Linked DNA regions of Mus musculus: region 1 is linked to region 2. Evidence: chromatin contacts called from public Hi-C data. All regions are on one chromosome and are shown on one strand. The core of a region is the stretch at or near the end of the contact, and the rest is flanking DNA. Distances in the headings are between cores, read along the strand shown. Region 1 overlaps Ptprs (protein tyrosine phosphatase, receptor type, S). Region 2 holds the start of Tincr (predicted gene, 20219).

Region 1 (7,611 bases), core at 3,141-5,640, 110 kb after region 2:
CTGTCCCACCCTGTCCCACCTTATAACTGGGCTCATGGCCTCCTGGCTCCCCTGTCCTGTGCAGTCCCGAGCAGGAAGGCCCTGACCCCATCCAAGGGGTCATTGGAATGACAGTCACCACACCGTGGGCCATGGGACTCTGAGGGTTGCACTGATGGCAGCATGGGTGGAAACAGAGTGGGGTGGGAGGCCAGTCTCGGGCCTACAGGGCTGGGGGAGCCTGAGGGCCACCGCCCCCCCACCACGTCCCCACCCCCAAGTTGGCTTGTGTGGTGTCTGTGTCTCCTGTGTCCTGCTGGCTTTGCTTTTTCTGAACCCGTGGCCTCGTGGCTCCCTGCTTCCCTACCTGGTCCATTGTCTCTAGCGAAGACTGTGGGGAATGGGGTTTCCGAGCTATCCTCCCATCCAGCATCCCAAAACCCAATGCTCGATCTAGAAGGAATATACCCAGGCTGTAAAAGGCCAGGGCCACAGCTTGCACGCCCGTGTGCCTGTGACTCAATGGCAGGACATGCCTCCTAGTCCTGGGGACCCCAAATAGGTCTCAGAATCCCAGACTTAACTCAGCTGTGGTTGGAAGCCTGGGGTTCTTGATGGCTGCCTCCCATGCCTCCAGCCCCAGGAGGGTTCCTGCAGGACCCTTGGTGTACCCTCCTCCTCTGTATCCCATGGACATACTGGGAACCCCCGTCTGCTTATCTCAGTTGACCTGCTCACCTTCCTCCCCAGCCTCAGTTTTCCTGAAGCACCCCTGATCTTCATCCCTCTCTACCCAGGGAGGCCGGCAAGCTGCCCCTCTCTCTCTCCAGCCCTAACCTTCCCCAGCCCCTAGTTAATTCCTCTGGGTCCTGGCCTGTGGGTTTTACATCTTGGCTTCAAGCAGGAGGCCTCGTGGAGGGAGGGTATGAGAGGGTGGGAGGTGGGCCAGTGTGATCTTCTGCCACCATGGCGCCCTGGTGAGTTGCAGTCCCTGCAGGACTCCAGCGACCGACCGGCCTTCATCTAACTTGTGTGTTTCTTTGTGGACACCGGGGATGGGGGGTTGTGAGTCTGACAGGGCTCAGGAGAGAGGGGACAGCAGGGATGGAGTAGGGGAGGGGGGAATCCCTTAGCAAGGGTGAGAGGAGGGTGGAAGGCCCTGTGTGTTCCGGCCCACCCCTGCCTGGGGGCCGCAGGTGAGGGTCGGGAGAGTTGGCTCTGCTGGCTGCGCCCAGCGCTGATGGAGGAAAGGGCAGGAGGTTTATGTTCTTTTTCTTTTTTGATTTTAATTTTTTTAATTTTTTTGGTTTAAAGAAAAAAAGCAAACGATTGCAGCTTTAGCCGTGGGAAGTCCTCTTTTTACTCTCTGTATCTCCCCTATTTTTTCTCTTCTCCCCATGTCATTGTGCGCATCAAACCCCCTTTACATCCCTCAGAGCTTCGAGAAGGTTGGTGTGGCTTTTTTCTTTTTTACTTTCTTTACCCACATTTTTACATTCTGAAAAAAAAAAAAAGAGAACAAAAAAACACTGATACGTGCTCACACACACAAGAAACAGGCAGACACCGCGCAGGACACACGCACACATGCACACAGAAAATGAATAGCAAAACAGATGTAAAGTGGAATCAGGTATCGAGCCTAAAGCAAGCAACCCAGAAAGACACACAGAACCTAATGTCAGCCGCTGGCCAGCGCGGCCGGCCGGCACACGCGATGCTTGCATTGTGGTCGCCTCTGCATCCCTTGGTAATGTTGTTGCTAAGTTTTTTGCACTCCTCGTCGTCATGGTAACTTGGGCCTGATGCATGCTGGGAGAATGTAAAAAAAAAAAATTCTCTGCATGCCACTCTTGTCATTGGTGGATCCCCAGCCTCTGTTGGAGTGTTTGTCTCCTGTTTCATTTTTTTGTTTCTTTTTTTCTTTTTCTTGTTTTCTTTCTTTTTCTTATTTTCTTTCAAAACTTTTTTTATAAGTTTTGTTTTGGGGGATCAATTGGTTCTTCAAACACATTTCTGCTCTGCCTCCCCCCACTGGACACCCTCCCCCACCCCCCCCAAAGCTATGTCTTTGGTTCTGTCTTGTTCTGTGCTGTTTGGGTTTTGGTTTTCTTGGGCTGAGCTGTTGTGGTTGTTACCAAATGCATTGTGAGTTTAAAGCCAGTGTTCCTGTCCCAGCTGTCACCCAGAGGGTGGAAGGGGTCCCACAGCTGGGATGCTGTGACAAAAAGTGACCACTTAGGCATCATATGACCAAGGGCACAAGTGGTGGTGGGGCGCCCAGGTTAACCATGCTTCCTTCTCCATTGCCCTCTACGCACCTGGCAGGAAACAGTCAGCCCCCAAGCCCATTCTCCTGCCTCAGCATATTTCAAACCTTGTCCTCCCAAAGTACACAGCCAGGGTCTGCCAGTGCACCCCCCCAAGTTTCTGCTCAGTATTGGCCAACCTAAAAAGGAGTGGGGTGCCACAGCTCAAGGGTCTCGAGAGCTTGGCAGAAAGGACACAGTGTGGCAGCTGGAAGTGGCTTCATGCAGCTAGGCTTACCTAGCATTGCCTATGGGGTGGGTGAGTGATGTGACAGCCTCTGAGAGAATACCTGGCCAGCAGCAGTGCACCTCCAGGTGCAAGCACAGATGTGCTGTCCCACAATGTGGTCACTTTCTGGGTCTCCTGAGCATCAGGGCTGTGGAACTCCGGAGAAAACCAGGGGCATTTGGGGCGTGGCCTCTCCCCGACTCTCTGCCCTTCCCTCTTTCTAAACGTTCTTTTTTCCTCTCTCTTAGTTCTTGTTCTTTCTGTGTGTCTCTCTCTCTCTCTCTCTCTCTCTCTCTCTCTCTCTCTCTCTCTCTCTCTCTCTCTCTCCTGAGATTCACACATCCACCATCTGCCCTATCCACCTTAAAGAATGGAAACCCCTTTAATTCCCAGTCTGCGCTGCACCTCACTGCTCCAGGGGATAACTGAGAGCCAAGCTCCCCTAGGCAGGTCACCCACCCACAGCCTCCTCTGTACCTTCCCAGTTATTAAACCCAGAGCCTGATCAGGAAAGTTCTCTAGATGCACCAGGAAGGGATACTGTTGCCTCTGCTCTCAGTTGGTATAGAAGTTGCCAGCCTGAGCCACAGGCAGACTCCCAGGTCCCTCCGCAAAGCAGGTGCTGGGGACAGGGAATGCTCACGGACCACCTAACCTTGGAGATCACTCCTGTCCAGGCCTGGGGCACACACTCAACCTTGGCAGGTACTGATTTCCAGGTGTGTGAACTTGGGCTTCTCATTTGACCTCTTACGAGCTCTCAGTCCTCAAGTGAACTGTGAAGTTGACAGCATCACACACCCGGGACAAAGATGATCCTGGGCACCCACATGAATTGAAAAGGGAGGAAGAAAGGGGCCTCTAGCCTTAGGTGGCCGGGTGTCTCCAGTGTCCTCTGTTTAAATGTGGCAGTCTAAGGGACAGTGGTGAGACTTGCTAAGCATACTCTTAGCCCTGAGTTCAGATCCAGAACCACATAAAAATAAAATGGCCTGTGGGGGCTGCAGCCGGTGGGAGCTGGCTCAGAGAGCACCACAGTGCAGAAGTGAATCTGCGAGCCCGCCTGGATCATTTGTTCTTTATTGGTGTTTTTCTGAGGCCTATCCTCTGGAGACAGGTGGCTCCTCTGGGGCCAGTGATGTCATTTTCCCCCTTGTGGTTTTTGCTGAGGAAGTCCTGGGGCCCAAGAGAGGCAGATGAGGGCACCCTGGAGCGCTAAGGCCCCCTTGGCACACAAGAACCCACCAGGCGAGCAGGCCTGTGAGATCTACAGTGACATGGAAACTCCCTCACTGCAAAGTCAGCAGCCCTAGAAACAGACAGACAGACAGACAGCCCCGGCTGCCCCCCCAACTAGCAGGCTCAGCTTTTGAGGAAGCCCCAAGAGCTGCACTACCCTTGACCTTTGGGGACTCAGAGCCTGATAGAAGGTTGTTTTTAAATGTACATTCTGCCCCTGTCTGGGATTTCCTGAGGGAAGCCGGTGCCAGGAGACAGCCAGATGATGTCATTGAAGGCTCTTCACATTTTTCCTCGTCAGTAGTTTAAAGCTACAAGCCTTTTAAGAGGTTTGCAGGTTAACCTGCACCAGCGTTGCGGTGTCGGGGATCTGAGCCTCTAATGCTGGCTTCCTATTACCCTGTACAGCCAGCGAGGCCGAGGAGACCCCCAGTCCCTACATGATTTCTGAGCTCAGCATGCTCTCAGACCCTCAGAGGCTGACCTGCTCCTGTCGCCTGGACAGATAGGTTGGCCTTCAGTGACATTTCTGTACCCAAATCCTGGAATTTGTCACCTGACTTATAGGTCCCCCATTCTCATGTCCCCAGAATGGGAACTGTGAGAGATCTGGAGCCTGGAACTGCTCTCACTTCCCCAGATGCTCTGTGGGATCTGTTGCTCAGCTCCCCTTCCCATTGGCTGTGCCCTTGACAGAACACGAACTCCCCATCACCCTGTCCTGTACTGAAGGAGAGGGTCTCAGGGCGGGGAGACTCCAGTGGGGTCTGGTGGAAGTGGGGAGGGCATCCCACAGGAACACTGAGCACTGACTGACATGTCGCCTGCTGCCTGCCTCACCCTCTGCATCTGTGTCCCTTGTGGGCCGGGTCGGTCAGGACATTAGATTACACCTGGTCCTTGGGAGAAGCCACAGTCTCCCATGGCCACAGTGTCGGATGGGGGTGGGGAAAACAAATTGGCAAGAAGGTAAGGGGAATCAAAGAGGGAGACAGGGCTCCCCCTCACAGACACATGGAATGCTGGGAAATGACTGTGGGCTACAGACCCAACAGCCTGCCAAGACCACTTGCTTAGCTGCCCCGGCCAGGGCTTGGGGCCCTCTGGGCCTTCATATGGCAGCTTCCTGGCCAAGGGAGCCAGGGGTGGAACTGGAGGCAGGCGGGAGGGGAAGGGACGGGGGAATAGGCTTTGAGCTTGGGCCTCTGCCTGCCCCCTGTGACAGGTGTAATCTAAAAACCTTACTCAACTCCCACCCCAGAGGCTGCACAAGTCCTTGGCACATCCCCACCCCAGCTCGCATCTACATACTCATTTTGGAGTTTAGAGAACCAGCCACATTTTTCTCTCACTCCAAAATGCCCAGCAGAGTCCCGCCCCCCATCTGCGGCTTGCTTGATCCTTAGTTGTGCAACACTGTTGGGACCCTTTACCTAGCGCTTCAACCAGGCCACCTCACATTTTGAGTTTTTTCCCCACTCACCCCTCCTGCCCTCCCTACCTACCCCTCACCCTTAAACCCCCACATTGAAGTTTTGGTTTCTGCCTCTTCCTGCTTGGGGGAGGGGCTGTCTCCTAGTTCTGATGCTTTTTCAGTTGGTTTGATTTTTTTGGTTTTTTTTTTTTTTTTGGCCATGTGAATCGGGGTTTGAAGCGACCATCCCCTCCTAACCTGCCACCACCATCCCCCACCCCTGCCACCCAACCCTCCTGACCCCACTCACCCACTTGGGTTCCCCCTGCTGGGACCCTCCCCGGCTACTCGGTGACCAGAAGAGCTGGGGACCAGAGCCAGCTGGAGCGTGCCGAGGACCAAGGCTGGTGTTGCCCCTTATAACCCGCCTGGACCCTCCTTTCAGGTCGGTAATTTGGGGCGGGGGTCCCTCGGGGCCTGTCCATCCTGTGGGCTCTGCGCCCACCTTATTTCCTAATGTGCACCTCAAGCCTGCAGCCAAGGGGTGGAGGAACAAAGCGGGTGGGCGACTGCCCAGAAGTGGGCAGAACACAGCATCAGCCGTCACGCCCACTGGCTGGGAGGAGATGACAGCCACCTCCTGCCTGCAGCACCCTCCCCTGCATACTCTGGCAAACCAGCCCACTTCCCACAGGACACAGAAACCAACAAAGAGCCCTGAAGGCCAGTGGGCAACATTTCTTGGATGCCCCAGACACCTTTGCAGCTGATGGGAGCTGACATTGAACTGATTGGGGCTGGCCATTCAACATCAGAACCAATGACCATTGAGATGACATGTGGTCCCACCCAGCATTTCATGAACACAGTCAGCTCTGGATAGAAACTGCATATTCAGGTCACTTGTAGCTTCTTTGTTTTGAAAACTGAGGTCACTTGCACACAGCAGCACCCTTGACGATAAATATAAACTAAAGTTGGGTCAGACATGAGCAGAGCCTGTAGAACCAGATACCTGGTCCTCAGTGACCAAGTGAGCTCTGTAAGCTTTGGGCTCTGTCCCTTTAGTGTTCCACACATTGCACTAGTGGCCTCAGGGTATAGCATGTATGACAATTGCCGGTAAGGCTCAGCTAGGGCCCATGGCTCACATGACTGGGGATGTTCATTCTCTGCATCCCCCGGGAAAGATTAACACATTTAAAAGAACTGAGATGGTGAAAAGGGGACACTCAGCTGTCATTGCTGCTCGCCTGTGATTGGGAGAGTGGCAGGCGTGGCTTTGAGGTTGGCAACTCTTCATTCTCCTTAGCTTCGTCACCTCTCTGGCTGGCTGTGTCCTCTGCTGCAGACTGGACTTATTAGAGGCAGTCAAATGAGGCAGCTCTGTAGCTCAGACCTCCAGGTCACAGAGAGTTACAATGAGTTGGAGGCCAGCCTGGGCTACAGAGCAAGACCCTGTCTCCACAGATAGCTGTTGATTGATAGAGATAGAAGATAGGCAGTGGCTACTGTGGATGAGATGGCAGAGATGAGTGGCTGAGAGGTAACCAGTTGAGTCTTTTGTCACAGAGGGTGTTGGGGGAAGGGGCTGACAACAGTGTTGGCAACACCCTGACTGGGCTGGATATGGACCTAGGCTCTGTCCACTCAGAGCCTGTTCCCTGCAGGTCACTGGATAGCCTGGACTTACATATAAGGAGCCTTGGATCCCAGGCTGAGGGTCTTAGCCTCTAGGTTGTAGTATACAGTACCCCTAGTGAGGTTCAGGGGTATCTAGGGAGACCGTGTTCTGGGTCTGGGTTGGTCTGTCCTGAGGATGCCTTCTCTGGGGGCTTTTACCCCTTGGGTGCCTCACTGTCTAGCCAAGGCCCTTAGTTGCTGGGTAGCAAGGCCAGATGCTGTGTTCTGCTGGCGGGGAGGGGTCCGGGCGTATCCCTGGAACAGCCACAGCCCTCCTCTGTTCAGACCCCGATTTTCAACCCCACGCCCATTCCATGTTTCTCTTCTTGCTTTGAGTGTTGGTTCCTTTCAGGGTGCTTTTGTTTGGCCTTTAAATTTCTGTTTTTGCTTTTTTATTTTTTTTTTTAACTTGTCGCCTCCCCCAACCCCTCCTGGTTTTGGTTTGGACGTCAAATGCCGTTTTCTGTCCTTGATTAATTAGCCTCCACACTCATTCCCACTCATTCTGTTTCCATGACAATGCAGCCTCAGCATCTCCCCCCCCCCCACCCCGCCCAGCCTCGCTGTGGATGCTGGCAGCAGGTGGCTGGCTGGACCCTGGTGCCGCCTCCCCTGCTCCTCACCCTCCACCCAGCCCTGTCGGAACTGTGCTCCCATCTCTGCCCCACGTCCCCTCCAGCCTGCAAGGGCTCACGTTTTCCCTAGCCCTCCCCTCCATCCTGTGCCCTCCATGACTCTGGACGTTTTGTGGGGCTACG
Region 2 (7,581 bases), core at 2,465-4,964:
CTGGAAGCAGAAGAATCTCTTGTACCAGGACAGCTTGGTCTACAGAACAAGCTCTGGGACGATCAGGGTTACATAACCACTATCCATCCCTCCCCCAGCACCCAGGAAGGGAAGTGTAAGGTGGTGGTAGTGGTGTCTGTTATCCTGGGACTTGGGAGATGGATACAGAAAAATAGCAATAAGTTTGAGGCTAGCCTGGACTACATATTGAGACCCTGTCTGTTTTAATAAACACAACGCTGTGTTCTGCACAATGGATCACCTTGGGCTTCTAAAAGATTAACGACCAGCAATGGTTTCAGGATACAGAGAATGTCAACAAAGGATAATTACCTAAGACATGATAGACTGCTTTCATTCGAGTATGAAAAAAATGCCTTTGAATAAGATTCAACAGATAGCAGAAAAAAGGAGTGAACTATTTAAGTGACTTTGAAAAGCAAATTCAGGGGGCTGGAGAGATGGCTGGAGGTTTGACTATTCTTCCAAAGGTCCTGAGTTCAATTCTCAGCAACCATATGGTGGCTCACAACCATCTGTAACAAGATTTGATTCTGGTGTCTGAAGACAGCAACAGTGTACTCACATAAATAAAATCTTTTTTTTTTTTTTAAGCAAAACAAATTCAAATGTCCCAGAGTTGACTATTTCAACAGTACTGTGACCTAAGCCACAGCCTCTGGCTTTTCAGAGCTCAGGGATTCTCCAAGCTTGCTGCCATCAGCCTTGGTCTTCCACAGTTGCCTAGAACATACCACCCTGTCAGACACAAAAGCCTTGATCCCTCCAAAGAGCCAGGGCAGCGAACCCGTGGACCACAGCCACCTTGCTTATTTCTGCTTTAGTGAGAAATGGGCTGGCACTGACAGTGGCTCAGGTGGTCACCATGGCCTCCACCTGCTGCAGCCCTATGGCCCCAGCCCTCACAGTGACCAATGGGTACCCACGAGTGTGGTGGGTGACACTCAAGAGCTTCATCTGTGAGTGCTGGGTAGGGCCGTGCAGACCTGGTCTTGATGGTGAAGCCAGCCACCCACTCACTATCATTGCTAGGACTCAGTTTTCCTGTGTCCTGCAGGTTGAACGTTAGACGCTCAGCAGGTGTATCAATGCCCTGGTCTGACTAGATCTGGAACCAGAAGGCTGTTCTGAGAAGGCAGGCCATTCCACCCTCGGAAGCCCAGTGGTCAAGACTGATTTTGTTTTGTTTTGTTTTTGTTTTTCCAGACAGGGTTCCTCTGTATAGCCCTGGCTGTCCTGGAACTCACTTTGTAGACCAGGCTGGCCTCGAACTCAGAAATCCGCCTGCCTCTGCCTCCCAGAGGTATTAAAGTGTGCCACCACTGCCCGACTAAGACTGATTGTTCTTCCTCAAATGAAACATCTTTGAAGGGGGAAGAGATCCTGCCCTGAATCTTGTAATTTTCCTACTTTGGCCTCTTGAGTGCTGGGATCAAAAATGTGTGTCAGGCTGGTGAGATGGCTCAGTGGGTAAGAGCACTGACTGCTCTTCTGAAGGATCTGAGTTCAAATCCCAGCAACCACATGGTGGCTCACAACCATCTGTAATGAAATCTGGTGTGCCTAAAGACAGCTACAGTGTATGATAATAAATGAATCTTTGGGCCACAACGAGCGGGGCCAGAGCAAGCAGAGGTGCTGAGTTCAATTCCCAGCAATCACATGATGGCACAAGCATCTGTCACAACCATCTGTATAGCTACAGTGTACTCCTATACATAAAATAAATAAATCTTTAGAAAAAAATGTGTGTTGCCACAGAACCACTGCGCAGGATCCTGTCCATCGTTCTCCAGCAGAGAAGTATAAAAACAGACTATTTGGTAACCATTTTATTGTATTCTAGTCTCAGCCTGTGAAACACCAAGCTTTTCTTTTTTACATTTACAAGAACATTATCCAGGAGGTGATAATGCATGCCTTCAATCCCAGCACTCAGGAGGCCGAGGCAGGCAGAACTCTTTGAGTTTGAGACCAGTTTGGTCGACAGAGTTCCAGGTCAGCCAGGGCTACACAAAGAAACCTTGTCTCCAAAACAAAAAGAATTTCATGGAGGCTGGGGGTGAGGCTCCCTGGTAGAGCCCCGCCTAAAATCTTCCCATTGAGGGGCTGGGATGTGACCAGGGATAGAGCCCTGCCTAAAATTCTCCAGTAAGGGCAGGGAGCGTGGTCAGGGGAGGCCTTTCCTTGTCAAATGCCCACCCTCGGTTTCCATTTTTAGTTTTACATGAAGGATGTACCATTTTTCATAAACCTGTTAAGTTGTCTATCCATTTTTCTATCTTATTGTTGGTTTCCAGAAGCTTTTTACGTACGGTGGAAGTCAGTCTTTTTTGTCTATTTTGACTATTGGAAATTTTCAATGGCTTTGTTGCAGTTTTCATGTGTGAAGTGTTTGTGTGTAGGTGTTTTATATTTGCATGTTGTCAGTTATTAATCTTTCAATTAAAGGCTCCCTTTACAGATACTTACTGAACTGTGTGGGTGGTGAATGTGGGCAAATGGGACAATTAATGTCACCCTACACAGCACACTGAGATATATTTTTTCCTATATATTCTCTTACCTGTCTTTTTTGGGAGTAACAGGGGTCATGATCTCTCTTTGATAAAGCTGACCTCACAGGAATCTGCCTGCCTCTGCCTCCCAAATGCTGGGATTAAAGGTTTGCACCACCAAGATGTCACTGGGCTAAATTTTTAGAACGTTCAGTTTGTTTTTCTTTGCGGAGTCAAAGTTAACACCTAGAATGTTCTCTCAGCATTCCCATTCCTGGGTAAGTGTAAGTCAGGGCCTTGTAACAACAATGTCTTTTTACAAGACCCCAGTAGACAGGCAGAGACACTGAGGTAAGGGGAGGAGAGGCTGTGGCAGGAGATGACAGGGTTAGAGGCCACACAGTGACTACTGCATTGTTGCTGGTGACAAATGCCCAGAGTTTGTGTGTCAGAGGCCAAGTGCAGAGGACAAACTGCTCTATCCAGTGGGGCAGTGAGAGCATCGGGGAGGGAAAAGGCGTGCTTTCGGAAGTGTGCTGGAGAGGCGGCTGGCTCCCAGAAATGGCTGTAAGGATCGGGAGGCTGGAACTCGCTTCTCTCCTCATCAAGCACTTGCTGAACTGAGTGGGTGGTGAATGTGGGCAACTGGGAATGTTGAACTCTTACCCATCCCCTGGAGCCCCACCTCCAGTGCACGTGAACTTCCAGGCCAAACCTAGACGTCTGTCTCCCCTACTTAGACCCTGTTCCTAACTTGATGGCCATAGAGGGCAAAGGCCCAAGATTGAGGTTTCTTTGGAGCCCACAGACACAAAACAAGTACAGATACAGATTAGGGAGGAAGTTCTAGAGTGTTCCCTGGAATAATAAATAAATGGGTGGGTGGGTTACACTGCCTTCCTTGCCACCCTTCTCTCCTCCTCACTTCTGCTTCAAAAGCAGGACCCAACTCCACTCCTCCAATACACCAGGCTCTCCATCCTGCCACAGTGCTTTCGTATAGCTGCGTTCTTTGCCCCAGGGCCTTTGATGTATGCTGTGCACAGGAGAAATGTTTGTCATGGAGGCCTGGGCTGGGCCAGCCAATGTCACCACCCCTGTGGGCTGCTGCTGTAGCAGGGCGTGCCTAGGAGGGGTGGAGGCAGGTGGCTCAGCCGGTCTAGCAGGTGCTGACCTGCGAGAGAGTCTCAGGCTGGCAATGGCCATGGAGGAGCTGCGGCGAGGGCTGTCCCGCTGGAAGCGCTACCACATCAAGGTACACCTAGCCGACGAGGCATTGCTACTGCCACTGACCGTGCGGCCCCGAGACACACTGAGTGACCTGCGCGCACAGCTAGTGGGCCAGGGTGTAAGCTCTTGGCGCAGAACCTTCTACTACAACTCTAGGCCTCTGCCTGACCATCAGACAGTTCGCGAAGCTCGCCTGCAGGACGGCTCAGTATTACTTCTGCTCAGCGACACCAGGTGACCAGGGATCTAGGCTGGGACTTGGGCTAGAACCTGGTAGGATCTTGAGCTCTGGCTTATGGAGGTTGGCCCAGTGGGATGGTGATGGCTTGGGGACATGGTGAGAAAGACCTCTGTGACCGTGCCTGCTTCCTCTCGGCTCCATTAGCTATGTCGATATGTGGTGTGAGCTCCAGCGGTGGCTCTGAGGACTCCCTGCCCTCATTTCTGTGTATCTGGCTCTGGCTCAGCACGTCTCTCTGTATCTGTGTCCTGGTCTCTGTCTCTCTCTGCACACCGCCCCTATCTGTTTCTTCATGTCTCCGAGTGTCTCCATCTCTCTCTCAGTTTCTGTCCACTCATCTAAGAGGTCGGTGGGATGAGCAGCCCTGGGCCACTACTGCACTCCCCATCCCAAGCCCGTCACACCTTGTGTCTACACTGGCCTCAGTGTCTCTAGTGGGGCCCGGCTGTATAGTGCATCACCACCAGTATGAAGACACTTCAGAGCGATCCTGGACTAGCTGGAAAGACTTTAGTCGTCACCGCTTGTCTTTATGTTCACCCCCTCAGGTAGGAAATGGAGGAGATGGAGCGATGATTTTAGGGACACAAGATGCTGGCTGAAGGAGCAAACTGGCCCAGGCACCACATCTCTCTCTTCCTGGGAGTCCAGTCGTACTTCAGGTAAGCCATTCATGGGAGGCCTGAGAGATGGTGGGGAAACTGAGGGCCTCATGAGGTGGGCACATTAGCCTTATCCTTCCATCTCCTCTGTTGGCTCAGCACTGGTGTCCCCATCTGTGTGACTTTGAGAAGTTCTCTACTCTCCTCTGGACTCTTTACTTTGATGCAGACATAAACTGACTGTGCTTTGTGGGCTTGGGTCCACAAGAGCTCTGCCTGCAATTCCTGTAACAGACACCAGGACAAACGGAGCAGCTTTGCCTGCAATTCCTGTGGTGTCCACCAGGGGGATCCTAGCACTGTGCCTGCTACAGAAGGGCCTCAGGATTGTGGGCAACCACTGCACTCCCTTCCAAGCCCAGATCCAGGCTATTTGGAGAAGGGAAAAAGGGCCATTAGCTTGGAAACTGCTGGTTGACATCCCTGGGCCCACATGTCCCTTGCTGATCCAGGTGCTGGGCTTCCAGAGAGATGCCAACTCCCCAGCCCTGCTGATGCCCACTGCCTCTGGTGTTCCTGATGGTGACTTCTGACATTGTCGTCCAGCCCTCCATCCCCCCAACCCCGGCAAGGAACCTTCTGGTTGCTCTGTGGCCTTAGGACCCTCCCTTGGGAGCCTCTGCTGCCTGGATCGACCTCTGTCCATCCCCAGAGCACAGCCTCCTCGGGGAAGCTCAACAGGCACACTTCCTTCTTTGGAGGACCCACGGGGCTCCAGCTACGAACAGAACAGGAGGACACTCTGATCCAGGGGGGTCTTGGTGAGCCCATAGGTGTGCAAAGTGGTCTGAGTATTTCAGCACGTGCTGTGGGGGCTCTACTCCACAGCTCCAGTGTTGGGTGCTATGTGACCCTGCCCCCCATTGTCCCTGTTTCCCCCCACCCCTTCATGTGCTGGGGGACTACACTGTGAGCCCAGAAGGAAATAATGTTTTAATTAAGAGTTGTACAGGCTGCAGGAGGCAGAGCAGGGCAGCTGGGAACTGAACCATGGTCTTTGGAATCAGGGTTGCTAGACATTCGCAACTATGCAGGCCTTGGGGGTGTGGGTCCCTCTCTGCCTCCCCAGTCTCCTTCTAGATCCACCAGGCTGTTGTTCAGCTGTGGGGGAAGCTGCTGGCCCTCTGGGAGAGCTGCTGGGGAGTGGAGGGGAGGCTGGTATTGAGGGGCGAGAGAAAGCATTTTGACATTTAACAAACCTTATGCAAATTGCATGCAAATTACATGCAAATCACTATTCATTTCTTCAGGCGGACAGCCTTAGCGTGTTCAGAAATAATAATGTAGGGCCTGTTCCTTGGTCCCAGTCCTGGCGGTCTTCCCTCCCTGCCCTCCTCCCTCTCTCCCTCCCTCCCTCCCTCTCTCTTTCCCTCCTACCCTTCCCATCTTTGATCCAAGGCCGCCTAGCCCTGAAGTGGATGTAAACAGCCCAATTGGCTGCCTTCATTCTGTTTTCTAGATCAGAGAACCAAGGCCTGAGGTCCCAAAGCCACAATGTGGAGAGCATGTGACCTCTCTCCAACAGTCATCAGAAGCCAACATGAACAGAACCTGTGACCCACAAAGAAAAGGTGACATGAGGAGGCTCCAGGCCTGTGATAGCTTGCAACAGCACAGGGGAATTGTGGTGCTGAAGGCCAGGCTGCTGAGTGTGAGCCCCCCACAAGCTCACCCTGTTCCTTATGTCCTGAGATCTCCCTGAATTCCTGCCACAGGACCATCAGTTTTTTTTTTTTCCCACTCCACCTTCTTTTTGTTTTTTATAGACTCCTATTTATTCTACCTTCAGTGCCCCATTTATACACAGCCATTCCTGATACTCCAGTGATAGCCTCCAGTGTCCTCCGGGTCCCTGCTATGCCAGCACTATGCTCCTGTCCTAGGCCTGAGTCATGAGCCCAGGTTAGGTAGGAGGCTCATTCCATCTCTGTGAACTCACTTCAGGAGACCCAAGGTCATGTTCCTACTCCGGGCTCTAGGTGCAGAGGTGCCATTTTGAATGTGTTATCAAATAAAGACTGACAACAAAGCAGGATCCTGCTGTGACCTGGCTTCCTTCTCTGTACTGTCCTCCCCCACGGTCCCCACTCCGGGGAACCAGCCAGCTGCCCATTCTCCCTCCAGGGCCTGGCAGGTTTCAGGCCCCACCCAGCCAGCAAGTTTCAGGTGAGACTTGGCAGCTTCTCCAGTCTCACTGAGGCCTATGGCATCCAGGGAGGGGCCCGCCCACGCTGGGTCCCAACAGTCAGAAGCAGCAAGGATGGGGGTGAGGATCGCGCAGGTGCTCCTTCTGCAGTTTGGCCCACTTGGCCAAGCACTAGCAGGGCTCTGTGCCATTTGCTTGAGACCCAACCCAACTGGGCTTTTTGAAGGACCCAGCCAGAGGCCACAGAGGGGACGACCTCCCTGTGATTTTCCTGAAGATCTTCTGTGTCTGGCGTCATCTGTGCAGAGTGTGGTCATCGGTGGAGGCCTGCCGGGAATCCCCCGGTGAGGGAGTGGGGCATGGTCAGGGGTGGAGTCCCTTCTTGGAGGTCACACCCATACCTCCTTGAGGGACTGTAGGGGGAGTCTAACACTGATTGACACCCACCCACCCTAAACCTCATCTACTCTGAGCTGAGATCTCACTGCCCTTCCCACACTGAGACTGTTTTGGGGGCCGTAGGACCTTGGCACAGTTCACTTTGCCCTCTAACCTGCCCCCAGCCCCACCTTTCCCTCCCCTCCCCCACTTTATTTTTTTAGCTTTCACTTTTGTTTGTCTTTTTGAGGCAGAGTGGTCATGCTTTAGCTCAGGGAAACCTTAAACTGACAACAGTTCTCCTGCCTCAAGATCCTTTCACCCTTCAATTTCAAAAATACTTCTTTGGGGAGGTTCCCAAATGATTCATGTTCTCTTAGTTTAAAAAATTGTTTGAGTGAAAGT

The links. A called contact is a pair of places that touch in the nucleus more often than the background predicts.
Region 1: a contact with region 2 is called in a Hi-C map of bone marrow-derived macrophages, with 38 read pairs. The contact joins the enhancer-like site here to the promoter of Tincr in region 2. A contact is called at or near these places in 1 of 39 promoter capture datasets (the 3T3-L1 cell line), 7 of 15 datasets of contacts at CTCF or cohesin (CD8 T cells, the G1E-ER4 cell line, the NIH/3T3 cell line and 4 more), 33 of 484 Hi-C or Micro-C datasets (the AML12 cell line, the AtT-20 cell line, the C2C12 cell line and 20 more), 16 of 115 datasets of contacts at active chromatin or transcription factors (DN3 thymocytes, the HPC-7 cell line, T-cell acute lymphoblastic leukemia and 11 more) and 4 of 9 other capture datasets (adipose tissue, embryonic stem cells, liver and 1 more).

The regions. Positions count from the first base shown.
Region 1 is chr17:56,439,715-56,447,325 of GRCm38.p6, reverse strand. The region is part of intron 6 of Ptprs (protein tyrosine phosphatase, receptor type, S); the gene reads left to right. Among named protein-coding and RNA genes, the nearest start is that of Mir6977, 25 kb to the right of the region's middle. Within about 2 kb of position 4,390, at least 15 of the 459 cell types and tissues checked have an H3K27ac peak or open chromatin away from gene starts, as enhancers often do. A contact at or near this core is called in bone marrow-derived macrophages, where this site is marked.
Region 2 is chr17:56,550,520-56,558,100 of GRCm38.p6, reverse strand. Tincr (predicted gene, 20219) reads left to right here and starts at 3,714. Exons shown (of 4, transcript NR_130128.1): 1 at 3,714-3,983; 2 at 4,539-4,652; 3 at 5,105-5,413; 4 at 6,112-6,687.